Regions from separate parts of the Zea mays genome. Here all the other regions are linked to region 1. Evidence: chromatin contacts called from public Hi-C data. All regions are on one chromosome and are shown on one strand. Each heading gives the region's core, a stretch centred on a gene start, on an enhancer-like site or on the middle of the called end of the contact. The rest is flanking DNA. Distances are from core to core; before and after follow the strand shown. Region 1 holds the start of LOC100283947 (calnexin). Region 2 has its middle 44 kb from the start of LOC100282091. Region 3 has its middle 160 kb from the start of LOC103646532. Region 4 holds the start of LOC100281212.

Region 1 (3,741 bases), core at 878-3,377:
GGCTTGGCTGCCTCAGGATCATCAATCTCCTCAGGTTCATCATCCAACCATCCCTCAGGCTTGGTGGCTTCATCATCCACAATTTCCATCGGGGCATCCTCATCCCAGTCATCAGGCTTTACTGCATCTGGATCAGGAATTTTAGCTCTCTCATCCCAGTCCTCCGGCTTCTTGTCATCAGGGTCAGGAATGGTCTTGGATGGGATAAGTGCTGGCTCAAAATCATCAGCAGAAAGGAAGTTCGCCTTCTTCTTTTCTTCCCCATCTACCAAAATTTTGACCTCATTGTCTGGCTTCAAGATAGCCGTGTAGACATGAGAGAGCTTGTCATATGGGACAGATGGTGGGAATTTGAGATGATGCTCAACATACTTTCCAGTCTTAGGATTCTTGTGCTTAAGGATGAAATGAACCTTGTTGGTTGATCCACACTTATCTGGACCAAACATAATAGTGTATGGAGTCTCATTATCAAACTCCTTGGCATCCCATCCAGCATCCTGAGGGCGGATGTACTTAATGTAGGCACCTCCGCATTCAAGGCCATTCTGAAGTCTCACTTCAAACTGCAGGACCACTGTCCCATCCTTCAAGGTAACTGGCTCATCAAGCTCCTTGATTATGGCGTATTTCCTTGCCTTCTCACTAACAAGGAGGCCATAGTCCTCATGACCATCACTCTTGGCATGCCTCCACACACCTACAAAACAGAGTATGTAGGCATTAAGCTATGAAACACACAAAAAAGAACAGAAATTATGACTACAATGTTCAAACAGTGGCAGGCAACAAGCAGTTAAAATAAGGATTGCAATACTGTTTAAAATGGCATTACAGAACCAGGATACTACTCCCTTCATCCACATATGCAAGCAACATGTTGTTTCGGAAAGTGTAACTTTGCAAACTTTGACTAACAATTAGTCAAATTAATTATGGTGTGTTTGGTGCACAAAGGTTGCATAGATGCATATTCAAATTATAACAAATGACACCAATATTCACAGATAAATAGCATACCAGATAACCAGAAAGATCTAACAGGCACCTACTAAAACTTAGTACCGCAAGCTTACTTCATATGAAGAGTGTTTAATGTGGGCACAGAATTACAGGAATATAAAAATACCACTAGCAAACTGAACATACTGACAATTTTATTATTTTTTGGATGACGTAGTTCATTAACACATGCATATAGATAAAATTATTATTCAAAATATCTCCTGATGTCTCATCCTATAATCTAGTACAAGTTAATCACTCCCTCCAGTTAGGAATAGATGAGGCTACTTTCGATTATCTGAGCATCAGTACATTTTGGCAGTTACAGAAACATCAACCATCCATATCAACAATGAGCACACTGCACACACAGAGAAACCAGTCACTCCAATGATCCTCTGTTCGTTAGAGCTACAGACCATTGTAACTTGTGTTGGCACACTCAAAAAGTTATACTGTAAGCTGGAAGGCAAGAACACTCCTCGATTGCATATAGTACGTTGGAATGTGGAGACTAGCCATAGCTCTGCATCTAGAGCGGTGCTGCTAGCGAAGCACATCCGGACAAACTAAAGCACATACATGATTGACAACATACATGACTGACAGTATCAATCGTGGATCTCATGAGTAATTGCACAGTTACCTCTCAGTTTAAACACGGGAAAGTGCGATCTCGGACGAAGAAGCTCCCATAACCCCACTAAACCCACGGATCTAAACAGATCTAGCGAAACCATAACGAGCGAGAGAAAAAAAATGCGCGCGCTTACCTTGGTATTCATCCTTCTTGGAGACGACCCATCTCCCCTCAAAGTCCTCATCGAACGGCTCGTACAGCAGCTGCAAACAACAACACCGAAACCCGGAGTGACCATCACAAATCTCACCCACAAAGTTCCGAGGGAAAAAAGATAGCGAAATCGCAACAGGCTGGCTTAGATTACCGGGTCGGAGGCGTGGATCTGAAAGACCAACGCCGAGACCAGGAGGAGGAGGAGGAGCGCGCGCCCTCCCATCGTCCTCTCAATGTCACGATCTCCTCGAGCCGGGGAGTTTCTCCAAACCTTCCAACCAGAGCGAGGCCTCCGCGAGAGGGAGCAGACGCTGGCAGTATAAGAAGTGGGCGCGGTGGAGAGGCTACACGGCTGAGATCAGGAGAGAGGAAAAGGAACGGTGGGTAGCAGGGCCGGCAGTTGCGAGGAGAAGGCCTTGGTGTGACTTGTTCCGACCAATGGGAGGGCGCGGGACGTGGTGCTGACCAATTGCACGCTGCCACGTCTGACTCGTGACGCTTTGCTCTTGTAGGACGCCATGTCAGCCGCCCCACGAACACGCACGACGGTGGTATCCGGCCAGCCGGCATCTCCAGTGAATACAGAGGCCTTCTACTGACTTTAGATATTCTCGATGACAATTTTGTACCACTTTTTTCAACACTGACATATCATCAAAAATGCTATAAAACTATGAATAAAATAATGTCTCTTAATGTAAAATTTCACTTCACTATTTCATACATTAACATGTCAATTAAATATTGCAACTCAATGACCAATACAAATTAGTAAAATATGTGAAGAGAAACAAATCATTTTCAATGGAGGTCTCCATGGTTTCTAAGACATTGGAAAAAAAAGTTGATGTGACACACTATTAAATGTGTGTGAAACCACTATAAAATCATTATTGTGAATAGCCTTAGGGCACATACAGCGCCGTTAAATACGACGTCTCTAAAGTCACGTAAGCTACAATTAAATAAAAAAAATTCGACGTGGATGCTAATTAAGGAGAAGATAGGCATAGATCGTCCTTTAGTGAAGACACGGTTTCGGCCTATGCTCCAATACAAGAGACGGTAAGACAACCAATGTATGACTTCTTTGGTCCTTGTTCCACACATGATAGGTAACCTACTGTATGACTTATTATTTATATTGTATATACCTGTTTGTAATATACATATAGACAACTATTGTTTGTGGGTTGTACATGCTCTTATGGGGTGTTTGGTTTCACCTAATGTCATATCAAATGTTTAAATGATAACTACGGATAGTAAATATAGTCTAATTATAAGATTAATTGTACAGATAAAGACTAAAAGACAAAACGAAACTATTGAACCTAATTATGTCTATATTTAATATTTATAATTGATATTTAGATAATTGATATGATACAAACTAAATTTTAGTCAGGGGAACTAAAAATACCACGTAAATTTTATAAGTGGTAGAGTTTCAACAGTTCAACAATTATGGGTTGTTCCTCTCTTTCGTACGTCATGCCCCTCATGTGTAACAGTCTGTCAAGGTAATAGACGACGACAGAGAGGCACCAAAGGGTATTCGGGTGAAGAAGCAAAGCACCAGAGTATTTGGGCTAGATTGGACCCAGCAATGGGGGTACACTGTTGGCGAGCGTATGTAACTGAGGCCATGTGGGAGTTGGAGACTTAGCTTGGGGAAGGAGTTGGCGCTGGTTGTGTCTAGACGGTGACGTCATGTGTGAGTGAATCCCTTCTGTTCGTCGAGAATTCTAGTAAAACTCTATAACTTCGTGAGAGAAGGATAGTTTCAGGGGCGGGGCTCGCTATCATCACCATCTATCTCTCACAATTGGTATTAGATTCTTGTTGCGATCCTAGCGGATCCATCTGAGTATACTCTTCGCCCTTAAAATCAGGCAAGGGGGCAAAACAAATCGACAACATGGAGAAGAGTTTAGCCG
Region 2 (3,741 bases), core at 847-3,346, 220 kb before region 1:
TAACATATAATATAATAAAACTACAATTGCATTGACTAGGTCAGTGTGTTTAAGTCTCTCATACATGTGGTGCGTGTTCAAGCCCCCATAGCTACACATTTTTTTGTTAAATTATACAATATACTCAGATGGGCCAGCGTGCTATCAGGCCGGGTCGGCACTGTTAGCAGGCTGACGGGCCGTGCCTGGGCCGCTACCGCGGCACGTGGGTCCCTCCGGCACGGCACGATTTGCTAGCCGGGCCTGGTGGGCCGTGCCTAAAACGGGTCATGCCCAACACGGGCTGTGCCGGGTCAGGCCAGGCCGGCCCGTTTGGCAATATATACCTGGCGCGTGCTCTTGCGTAGGTTCTTTTCTTTTCACTTCCGGAGAGATTTATGCGTCGTTCGGTGGGCTTCTAATGCTACCTAGATGTGCCCTTCCACTGTTGCTAGTTTTGAGCTTGATCACAGACAATTTCCACTGCTGCTAGTTTATGTTTCTTGCCAAAAAGATAATTGTTCATTAAGGATCTTTAACAGATGTTTTTTGTTATTTTCTCGAGACCTAAATGTTCATCGACCAAACTTGTTTTTGTATCAGTGTATAATATTATTGTTACTGTTTTTGTATGTCGTAGACTATATTTTTGTATGTCATTGAAATTACCTATAAAATTATCACTGTGTATCAGTGTATATGTATGCAGTTGGCTTGATGTTAGACAATAAGCTGAACCTATGGGGTTTCTATGGGTTTCCACCCAATTACGGGTTGGTTTGGAGTCAATAATATTATTGGATGGGTTGGGTTTAATTTCTTTCTTATATTTTTGGATGGGTGTGGGATGAATATCAAAGTTATTAGATTTGTGTATGGGTGGGCGTGGGTTGGATTTTTTTGCCATTAGCAGGCCAGCCCCTAAATGTAAACACAATAATATATATGAGATATAAATTTAATAGTCTTATGTCTTCCGCGGATCAATGTAGAAAAATATGATTCTAGTTCGAGAAAAAGCATAAAGAATACTTAAAGAATAGAAGAATTAATTCAGTCTCCGAAAGGAGCCGTAGATATATCTATTATAAAATAATCACAAGTAAGATTGCACTTGATAATAACACTGATAATGATCCTCTAGATTGCTAGATTGAGACAATTAATAGTGTTGAGGTTGATGATGTTAATATGAATGCCACTACTATTAGCGCTAACTAGAATACTTGGCTTGATGGGCATGCTAGCGATTCTTTTTGGTCTGATATATTTGGCCTTAGATACCTGGATTTTCTTGATCCTAAATAAAATTATTTTTTGGCACAAAAGGAGACTAAACGAGAGAAATGTCCTACAGACAAACATTCTAAAAAGTTTTCTACGTTATCTATAATAAAATTCTATCAAATGGAAAAATATTATGATAGATATTGGCTTGCCTATTATAAGGAACTTGATAAAATCCTTTTGCATTGACCATAAATTTTATTCCTACGCAGTATATTGCAACTTTATGTTATTAAAGTTTTTTTTCTAGTGAGATAGGTCTCGTTCTAGAGTCTGGTACATGGACCGGCACGGTCCTGAAAATAGGATTTGGTTATTTAGAAACAGAGAGACTTGAGTCATATAATTATTTGTAACCCGGTAGACAAGGTTACGCTTATCACTTTATCAGCTTATGCAAGCACAGCACAGCCACGGCAAAGCTTTGACATGTGACCTTTCTTGTGCAGCCACGCGGGGACGCATGTGATTTGCTCTGGCCGCGGAAAGCTTTGCCCCCCTGGGTGGCTGGGTCCGATTCCGAGCAGCGATGTGCCGGCATAGCTTTTCCTCTCTCTCTCTCTCTCTCTCTCTCTCTCTCTCTCTCTCTCTCTCTCTCTCAATTCCCTCGCTCTCACAGTTTGCTCGCTCCCTCACGATTCACGATTCGCGTGGACCGGTCCAATCGATTGATGGATGATACTAGTGGGACGCACCGCGCACGGACGAATCCCGTGTAGCTTTCGGCTTTCCGATTGCCTTTTTCGCCGTTCCTGGCAGGGGACCCCACGGCCTGCTGATCATTCCGATCCCCACGACGGCGACGGCGAGACGTGCCAATGCCGGATAGGGGTGTGTGTGTGCGCCCCTGGCGGACAGGCAGGCAGGTGTCTGCCTCCGCGCGCGCGTGTTGACGACTGGACCAGTCAGTGGCCGCGCGTTGTCCAGAAGGAATTGAAAAAACGTTAGGTCCACATGGTGGACTCGTCCACCAGCTTATACCCACCCGGAAGGCCGGAACACACGAGTGAATGATGTTCGATTAATTAATTAACAATCTCGATTTGCTGTTCTTTTAGACGCGTTTGGTTGCGGGACAGCTAAAACAGAGACGTCTCTTGGTGTCCTTTCTCGTCCCTCCAATTTTAAGAGATAATTGAGAATAACACTGGGATAGTCCTGTCCTAACCTTTGAAACTTATTTGAGGGATCGTTTCATCCCATCCTGTCATTGCAATCAAACGCACCTTAATGACTATCTTGATGACTCATCTCGATTCAAATACAGGAACTGGACCTGATTAGCGGCTATGGTCAGAACTCGGATCAATCACGGTCATCATCGATTCAACTGTGCGCTGCGACATCAAGCAACTACTACCGGTAGGTGGTAGCTATTGACACGAACACGCGAGAGAATCCAAGTAAACAAGTGAAGGTAGGAATACGATTATATATATAGGATTGTATCCAAGAGGCAAGAGTCCAAACTTTGTCCGTGGAAAAAACTACAACCACGACTTTGATTTTTCTTGGCGAGACGGACCCGTGGCCGGGGCTGCAGATTTGCCTGGCGCCGGTGGCACCGCTCCCACTCTCGCAGTCGCACAGCAAACGCAGTGGCAGGTGGTCGTCGACGCCCCACCACGCACGTCGCACGGCACGGCGCGGATGCCATCATGCAGGGCAGGGCACCAGTCGCTGCGTACGTCGTGGGCTGCAGCAGGACGCAGCACTGTTGCTGCAAGTGGCAGGTGGTCACGCTCCTCCCCCCACGATACGCAACAAAGAGCAGCCGATTGATGCCCTTTCTTAGCTTTTCACTACAACTCAGACGTTATTAGCTTAATTAATGATATGGACACTTTACAAAGTTAATTAGCACGTACATCAGCAGTCGTCGACTCGTCGTTTGGTGCAGACACGCGCTCGCACAGCAGAGGAAAACAGTGGGACATCATAAATCAGTAGAGAAAAAACATATAAGCTACGTCCTTAGTACGAACTACAAAGAAAAGAAACTCTATAGACGTCTATCAGACCTGTCAGCGCGAAGAGCCAGTAGAAATAGTTATGTCCCACGGATGGCTAACTGAGAACCATCGGTACAAATTCTTTTTCAGAAAATATAAACCGGGTTGTAAAAATAGCAAAAATAATATATATTTTTTAATCACGGGAGGCCCCACCTGCTCTCATCTCTGCTAAAGTCACGACATTTCTCGCACAAAATTTGCACACTATTGGAACTTGCTCTCAATTGCAAGGAGGCCAACAAGGGTGAACAGTGGTGACAACAGAGTTACGTGCTAGAAGGCAATAGCTCTGTTAATCTGGCCTCCCACGGGCACTGTGCAGGGGTATTTATAGGTACCTGAGCGCCCAGCGCCTTGTGCTAAGAACGCATGTGCCCTCAGCTACCTAGATTATCCCCAGAATATTCCCATAAAGCGGGGTTACAGACCGTAATTACAGGGATGCCTTTACAAATTAGGC
Region 3 (3,741 bases), core at 697-3,196, 220 kb after region 1:
TTTTATGACAGACGTACAAATCTGGCATTTACGAACATAAATAATTTGATGTTTTATGATAATTACGAACAACATAAATCAAGGAATTGTCTTTCCAATGTGCATGCAAAAAATATGCATGCAGCAAACTGATATACGAACTCCGTGTTCAAGCATAAATCGTACATTTTTTTAGCGTAAATAATACACGCGGTAGTCATAAAACACAATAATCAAAAAGAAAACACGAATCAGATGAGGTAGTGGTCGGAGGACGTCGTCGATGACACAAGCACAAATGTAGGTCGTCACTCGGACTGCCCAAACTACGCTGGATCGGAGGATGTCACACGCGATCATCGCTGCGCGCACCTCGTGCCTTCCGTGATGCCGCTCGCTCGAACCTCGCGCCTCATGCGTCGCCGTCGCTACTCGCACGTCGAGGGGCGCCACTTGCTCGCCGGCCTTGGAAGTGCCGCCGCCTCGAGGCCTCGGGGACGCCGCCGTTTGCCCGCACAAGGGCCCTGCTGTCGCTCGCCCTCTGGATCGGGGAGCCGCCGCCACTGCTCCGGATCGAGGAACCGCCGCCACCGCGCGTCGAGGTCAGGGAGCCGTGGCCACCGGCTGGTGGTCCACTGTCGCGCACGCTCTCGGGGAACCGCTGTCGTCGCACTCGTCGTCACTAATGAATCGGTGTGGAGCGTAAAAAACTGAACCCTACCACTACAGATCTTGTTTTATAGACGTCCGGACTTGATCCGACTCGACCGGATTGCACTGTCCGACCTGGGCTTACTCTAGTTATTGGAAACACAGAGCTCTCTCTCTCTCTCTCTCTCTCTCTCTCTATATATATATATATATATATATATATATATATATATATATATATATATATATATATATATATATATATATATATATATATATATATATATATATATATATATATATATTCAGTAATGTTGTTGGAACGTACGCAAAAAAATGCCTAGAACATATTGTATAGTTATGTTCAACCAACATTTTTTAATATCTCCGGTTAGCATTTTTAATAGTTATTTTCTAGCGAGCATGAATGGATAACTGGGTATCAAACTCTGTAACCAAACTTTGATGAAATGCAGAACGTGAGAACGATGGCAGCACTTAGATTACAGGTCTAGGTGCAAAAACCAGAACTTCCTTGCAGCTCACACTGTGTTACACTGTTACCAGATCAGAATAACAGAAAAATTCCAAAAATATGGGTCTACGGGAAACTGGAACATGAAATCCCCTGGGTTTCATGGGCATTAAATAGGGGCGAAGCTACTATGTACATACATCCTAAAATTCCAAAAATCAGTTATGTTCAATTTTTTACCATATAAGCACTATCCATATGTCATTCTTATGCATTCATAAGGAAATGCATCCTTTTATATTTGCTCTAGTTTCGCCACTAACATTAAACATGCTGACATGGTATTGTATTGATAAAAACAGAGATGATAAAAGATTCATATGAGCTTGTACACTGTTTCCACCGAGACTGGCATCAGGTTGTCCAGCCATTTCTTCATTCAATGTTGTTGCTTAAAGGTGCACAACCGAGACGGTGAATTCAACTGAACTGCCCGCACCCGCCGTGAAGATCCCGTGCGTGCCGTGGAGACCTGCAAGCCGGGAAAGCCACCTGCATCGGTCATGGAGATCCCGTGCGCAGCAGCCGGAGTTTGGGATCTCATCGACATTCCATCTGTCGCCGGAGCCATCCAGTTTCCACCCGCCGGAGAAGGGCTTTTGTTGTTCCGCGCTGCCACAGGAGCTGCAGTGTCAGCACCCTTGATTGCCGACGGCTAGCCTGAATACACGGCTGGAGTTTCAAAACTACAACTCGCTAGTATTTATTACAGGTACCAATATGGGCCGCGTGAATCAACGAATCCATTCTGATCCTGAAATCCTTGAGTTGGGCTTACGGCTCTTGCGGCCCAACAACTCCACCTATTGGCCGGAACTTGAATCTCTCGCATCCTTCTCTGCACTGCCGTCACGGTTGCTGACAATCATACCACTTGTCGCACCCTTGATTGCCAACGGCTAGTCGGAATACACGACTGGAGTTTTGTATTGCTAATGATCCAAAACTGTCCAGAAACTATAACTTGCTAGTATTTATTACAGGCACTAATATGGGCCGCGTGAATCAACGAATCCATTCGGCTCCAAAAATCCTCGAGCTGGGCTTACGGCTCCTGTTGGCCGACACTTGAATCTCCCACACCACATCCTTCTGTGCACTGCCGTCACGGTTGCTGACATGCAGGTGTCTCCCATGGCCGCCAGGTCATGGCGGCGTGAATGGTTTACGCCCGGCGGCAGTCAACCGGCTAGGAAACGGCGGCGCGAAGCCACAGCGCCCGGCGCCCGTAAGGCCCGCCTGCCCACGCTCGGTGCGAGCGTCTCCTACGCCACCGGTTGTCTGGGCGCGTCTCTTTGCCATGGCCGGTAGATGGCCGTGCGCCCATGCGAACAGAAGAGAAAAAAAAGTAACGAATCGTTTAGATCTTAATTAATTTGGTGGGAGGGGATTTTTGTAAAAATAACTTAACCCCAAAGTTGGGTAAGCCACTTTTTTGGCTTCATTATTCCTATACAAAGGGGAAATATTTATTACTTTATTAGCAAAAGCCATTTTCTAGACTAATGTTTGGTATGACTTATGGAAAAAGACACGAAGCCAGGGGAGAAACGGGTGCCGAGAAGCCCGGTCAAAGCGCCCTTATCTATACTATACTTAAAGCACCAGTTTTAACGGTCGTCGTGAGTCATTTTTTTACAAATAACCCCTACAACTATTTTAAATTAATCTGCTACACGTTTATAAATGTCAAACGACGCCCGACACGGGCTAGATACACGCGGTGACGCGGGCTACAACTATGGCACAGACACGTCATGTCGGCCTGCTAACTGTGTCGGGCCAGCCCGTTAGCCCGTCGATCCATTTAATTAAATTAGCGTAAAATGTTAAAAAACGATGTAGGAGGTGGGGTTCGAACACATGCCCTGATGAAAGAAGGGCGAGAGACACTGGGTGAAACTGTCTAACCAGTAGAACATCACACTAAGATATTTCTAATATTGAATATAAATTGTATATAGGTATATACGTTTTTTTGTAAAATAAAAAAAATAATCGTGTCGGCACGGGCCAGCACTACGGGCCGAGGCTACAGCCCAAGGACGGCATGACGTTCTTGGCTCATGCAAGCATTAGGTCGTTTCTGAGACCACATTGGCGCAATGGACTACATACTGTTGAGGTTGCTGAATTGGATGAAGCAGCAATGATTTGTCACATTAACAGCAAAATGAAAGGTTATTTGTTGGTTTTAAACGTTAGTAATTGCTACGAAGTAGCATAATTTATATGGAGTGCATCCAGTTTTTATTGATGCCTGACTTTAGCAATCACTCCATATTTTGATCTATCTTTTTTATAAGTTTGACTTCATGAGACTTATTTTAGAAACTTGATCTCACAAACTTTCTCTTATTTGGTCTATGTATGATGGAATTATGACATTTTATAATATTTTTTCATTCAGTCAATCGTTGTGAACTCTCTTCTAATCGCTCACTTCATTGGCCGTGTTGTACTAAGACATATTTGCATGGAGTAAACAATAATATCAGTTAGCCAAATCAAAAAATATATTATACAGAGAGCGGAGACAATTAATAAAAAATCTTGAAATTCTTTTGATGAATAGT
Region 4 (3,741 bases), core at 845-3,344, 180 kb before region 1:
ATAAGAAGCCAGTGATATTAACTTTCTTCAATCAATTTATCTGTCCAGAAAGGAATCAGTGTGTGACTAAAACAAATATCCTTCTGTGCAGGGAAGAAAAGGAAAAGGCAAAGGAAAATACAAGTAACATAAAATTCATGAGACATCTTACGGGAATTGATGTTAAATTAGTAAGACGCTTGGCCATAGCACCATCTAACTTGGCATATTCTTCAGAGAGAACCATTGCAATCATCCTATCATCATCAGTTTCACTCCTCTGGCTGCTCATTGAGGTTGAGCTAGATGAGGCACCTTCCCTTGGAAACACATGTGTCATCTCCAACCTAGTAGTTGTCAGTATAATGAATTTTATAATAATGTTGATACGCTCAATATATTAAAAACGATCCGAAAGAGTTGAAAGAAATTTAATATCTTAAAGGGAAAAAATTGGAAATGCAGTTTATGTGTTGTACAATTATCGATATCAAGGAAGAAAACAGAACCACAAAGTGTAGGCTGAAAATTATATAACTTTAGTGGACACACACACACAAGGGAAAAGAAAAAGAAAAGTGTATGCAGAGAAAAAGAGAGAGGTCTAGCTGAACAAAGTTTACTGTAAATGAGAGGAACAATGATTTGCATAACTTGTTTATATCCACATTTATCTACAATACTCTCATGATGTCTGTGATGGCATTTCAAATATCTTTCTCCACAAACACAGCTTGCATCCATTTCCAAGTATTTCAGCATGCATTTAACATATGACATGATCAAATATCCACATGGACTTGTAGTGATGTTCCATGTATGTAATACTCCATTCTGCATGTATGGGATGACAATGGCCTCTCAAATGTACAACTATATATGTACAGTAGAGGCACTGATATTGCGCTTGAAGCACAGGGACCTATGATGATACAATAGAAAACTTGATGGCTTACCTCTCATGGATAATGAAATTTGACATAAAATGGATGAGAATTTCTCTTCTCTCCCCAAGTCCAAATGTGCTAGTCTCTGTGCTAGCTAGGTCATGGAGAGAACACAGACTAGTAGTTTGTGCACTCTGGATAGGTTTCGGACCCGGTTTTCCTTAAAACTGGATAAATTACATTCTTCTTCTTAATTAAAAAGGTAGAGCTCCTGCCATTCAGTTCTAAAAAAACACAGACTAGTGCCGTCCTTAAAGGCGAAATTGCATTCTGTGGCTATAAATTGAAGCACCAATTTGTTTCTTCCCGACAAACCATGACTAGGTTTTCTTCTTGCAGACAAGCCGAGGTAAGGTTATTAGGAGTAGAAGACGTTAGGAGCCTACGGTGATTGGTACCATCATCTGCCCACTTTTTTCACGGAATCCTGCCTACCTGTACTCTGGAGCAAGATCCCAACGGATTCGCTTTCCAGTATCATCATGACTCGTCGCTGAACAAAGAGTTCGTCTACAGTTCGTCGCTGATTATCCTAGTTACCCACCAAACAGCAAAGGAATTGAGAACAATTAATTAGCTCAATGCTCTAGGCCGACAAATCTGAATTGGACCTTTGCGCAAGGAGGTAGCAAAAGATAACTTGCCAAAGCGCAACGTATCGCGATTCGCGACAAAGCCAAGCCCCGACAGGGGACTAAGTCGCAGAACTCCCATCGGAATCAATTTCGCCTGATTCAGTCAACTCGGCCAATCACCAAGCCAGGATCCCCAAGCAACCCGGGTGGCTTAGCTTCAATCGTCAATCGACCCCGTGTCCGCCAAAAGAAGCCCGAAACCCCACGACGCTGTGAGACAGAGAAACGCCCGAAGTACCAAAAAGGATCCCAATAGCGAACGCCTGAAGTCCCAAAAAGGATCCCAATAACGATTTCAAATCAAAAGGTAAAGGAGATGAGCCGTACCACCACCGCCCACCGGCAGCAACAGACAGGAACGCCGGCGAGTCCGGGAGGAAAGAGGGGAGGACGCGCAAAGAGCCTTCTGCTTTGCAGGGTCGGCGGCGAAACTGGGACGGGACGGATGCTTTCACCTCTCGGTTGGGAGTTGGGACTGCGAAGAGGGCGCCGCGGCTGGGTTCTGCCTTTTTCTTGCGCTGGGCAGGCTGCGGCGGTTTCTTCCGCGTACGGCCTTGCCTTTGCCTACTGCCCAACCACCAGCACCCGAGCGTCGTTCGTGAATCTGGCTGGAATCGTATTCGTCCCGTCCCCTCGTGCGGCGCGCCTCCCGGTTCGAGGCCGACCTGGTTTGACCGTCTGAGGGCTTGTTCGGTTATTCCCAATACACATGGATTGGATTGGATTGGAAAAAATTGAGAATAAGTTTGACTTACTTGAGATTCAAACCCATCCAATCCCACTCAATCCACATGGATTGAGAGCTAACCGAACAAGCCCTGACATGGAACAGATGGAACATGCCTGGAGCAACCCCGTTAACAATGGAGTGTATAGGATGACTCCCTATTCTACCTTCAGTGTAATATCAATTTAAATAGTTTTAAAAATATTTTTAATCTAAATAATAAATAAAATAATTTATCTAAATGTCTTCTAAAGACTTACTTATATCTCCAGCTCCACAAATTTCTAGATCACCTAATGATACGCTCCAACAACTTCACCAAATTTTTTGAATCTGGAGTTGTCCTAAAAATGGCTTAAATCTAGAGCAACGGGTGCCTTCACTTAGAGCAACTCCAAAAGCATAGCTAAATCAATTAGTATTGATAAAAATAGAAAAATGATAGCTAAAACTCAATCCAACGGACTCTTTATCTTGCCCGCTTCTCTACCCCGCTCGTCATCCCATCCAAGCCGCTAGGCATCTTTGCCGAGTCCGCCCAACTCGCCATCTCCCTCCTCACGTGTGTGTTGCGCGCCTTCCCTCCCTTGCGCCATCTCCAAGCCGCTAGGCATCTTTGCCGAGTCGCGCCATGTCAAACTTGTTGTCCTCGTGTCGCTCCCATGCCTTGTTGTCCTCATCCTATATGTGTTGGTCCTTGGCCGCTTAGAGGGACCACAGGAAATCACATGTATGCTCGCAGGCAGTCGAGATCATAGCTAACTAGCCACCCGTTGGTACTGGTCGTGCAGTCGGTAGAGAAGAGGAGGGGCGTGGCTTCCATAGGGCCGACTTGATTGCACCTCCCTGCTATTCCTCCCTCACCTACTCTCTAACATAGATGAGTACGATTTCGTTTTAAATGAGAAGGGTGAGGCCACGAGGAGCAGCGAGGAGGATACATGTGTGGCTCGACCTACACAGCGACGACGACCAGTCTTGAGGTCACGGCGGTGATGGCCGATTGTCTGGTGATTTGAATATGGATAGATAAGATTTAGAGAGTTAATTGGTTTATCCCATCGTTTAAGAGGTAGTCTATTTTTTAGAATCCTCGTAAAACTCTAAATTTACCTAGGATTATATCTAGACTATTGGAGTTAGTCGGAGAGCAAATCTTCGGCCGGGTGGCGGAGTGCACCCGCCCTAAATCCTAAGATGAGGAGGGACCTAGGCGTTTTGCTTGTTAGTTGGGAAGACGAGAAGAACACAAGAACACATGAGGGTTTAGAGTGGTTTGGGCCGCCGGAGCGTAACACCCTACTCCACTGTGTGATGTATTGCTTGTGAGCTTGTATGAGCTTGTGAGTCCAAGATTGGGTCTCGCATGCCTCCCCTTTTATAGCTAAAAGGGGGCATGTACAAAAGGACTCTAAACCCCGACACGTGAGCTCAGATACATAATAGATGATAT

What was found. A called contact is a pair of places that touch in the nucleus more often than the background predicts.
Region 2: a Hi-C map of leaf shows a contact between it and region 1, with 4 times the contacts expected there. The contact joins the enhancer-like site here to the promoter of LOC100283947 in region 1. A contact is called at or near these places in 2 of 25 Hi-C or Micro-C datasets (leaf and tassel).
Region 3: a Hi-C map of leaf shows a contact between it and region 1, with 5 times the contacts expected there. The contact joins the enhancer-like site here to the promoter of LOC100283947 in region 1. A contact is called at or near these places in 7 of 25 Hi-C or Micro-C datasets (ear, endosperm, leaf and 1 more) and 1 of 3 datasets of contacts at active chromatin or transcription factors (leaf).
Region 4: a Hi-C map of bundle sheath shows a contact between it and region 1, with 2.0 times the contacts expected there. The contact joins the promoter of LOC100281212 here to the promoter of LOC100283947 in region 1. A contact is called at or near these places in 9 of 25 Hi-C or Micro-C datasets (bundle sheath, ear, endosperm and 3 more).

Annotation. Positions count from the first base shown.
Region 1 is chr2:63,530,987-63,534,727 of Zm-B73-REFERENCE-NAM-5.0, forward strand. LOC100283947 (calnexin) reads right to left here and starts at 2,128. Exons shown (of 6, transcript NM_001156845.1): 1 at 1,953-2,128; 2 at 1,779-1,848; 3 at 1-700. The coding sequence starts at 2,024. It overlaps LOC103646531 (a long non-coding RNA gene), which reads left to right. Exons shown (of 3, transcript XR_562248.3): 3 at 3,697-3,741.
Region 2 is chr2:63,309,280-63,313,020 of Zm-B73-REFERENCE-NAM-5.0, forward strand. No RefSeq gene overlaps it. Among protein-coding and RNA genes, the nearest start is that of LOC100282091, 44 kb to the left of the region's middle. Within about 2 kb of position 2,097, at least 19 of the 20 cell types and tissues checked have an H3K27ac peak or open chromatin away from gene starts, as enhancers often do. A contact at or near this core is called in leaf and tassel, where this site is marked.
Region 3 is chr2:63,747,790-63,751,530 of Zm-B73-REFERENCE-NAM-5.0, forward strand. No RefSeq gene overlaps it. Among protein-coding and RNA genes, the nearest start is that of LOC103646532, 160 kb to the right of the region's middle. Within about 2 kb of position 1,947, at least 14 of the 20 cell types and tissues checked have an H3K27ac peak or open chromatin away from gene starts, as enhancers often do. A contact at or near this core is called in ear, leaf and tassel, where this site is marked.
Region 4 is chr2:63,354,419-63,358,159 of Zm-B73-REFERENCE-NAM-5.0, forward strand. It overlaps LOC100281212, which reads right to left and starts at 2,095. Exons shown (of 10, transcript NM_001154131.2): 1 at 1,889-2,095; 2 at 152-326. The coding sequence starts at 319.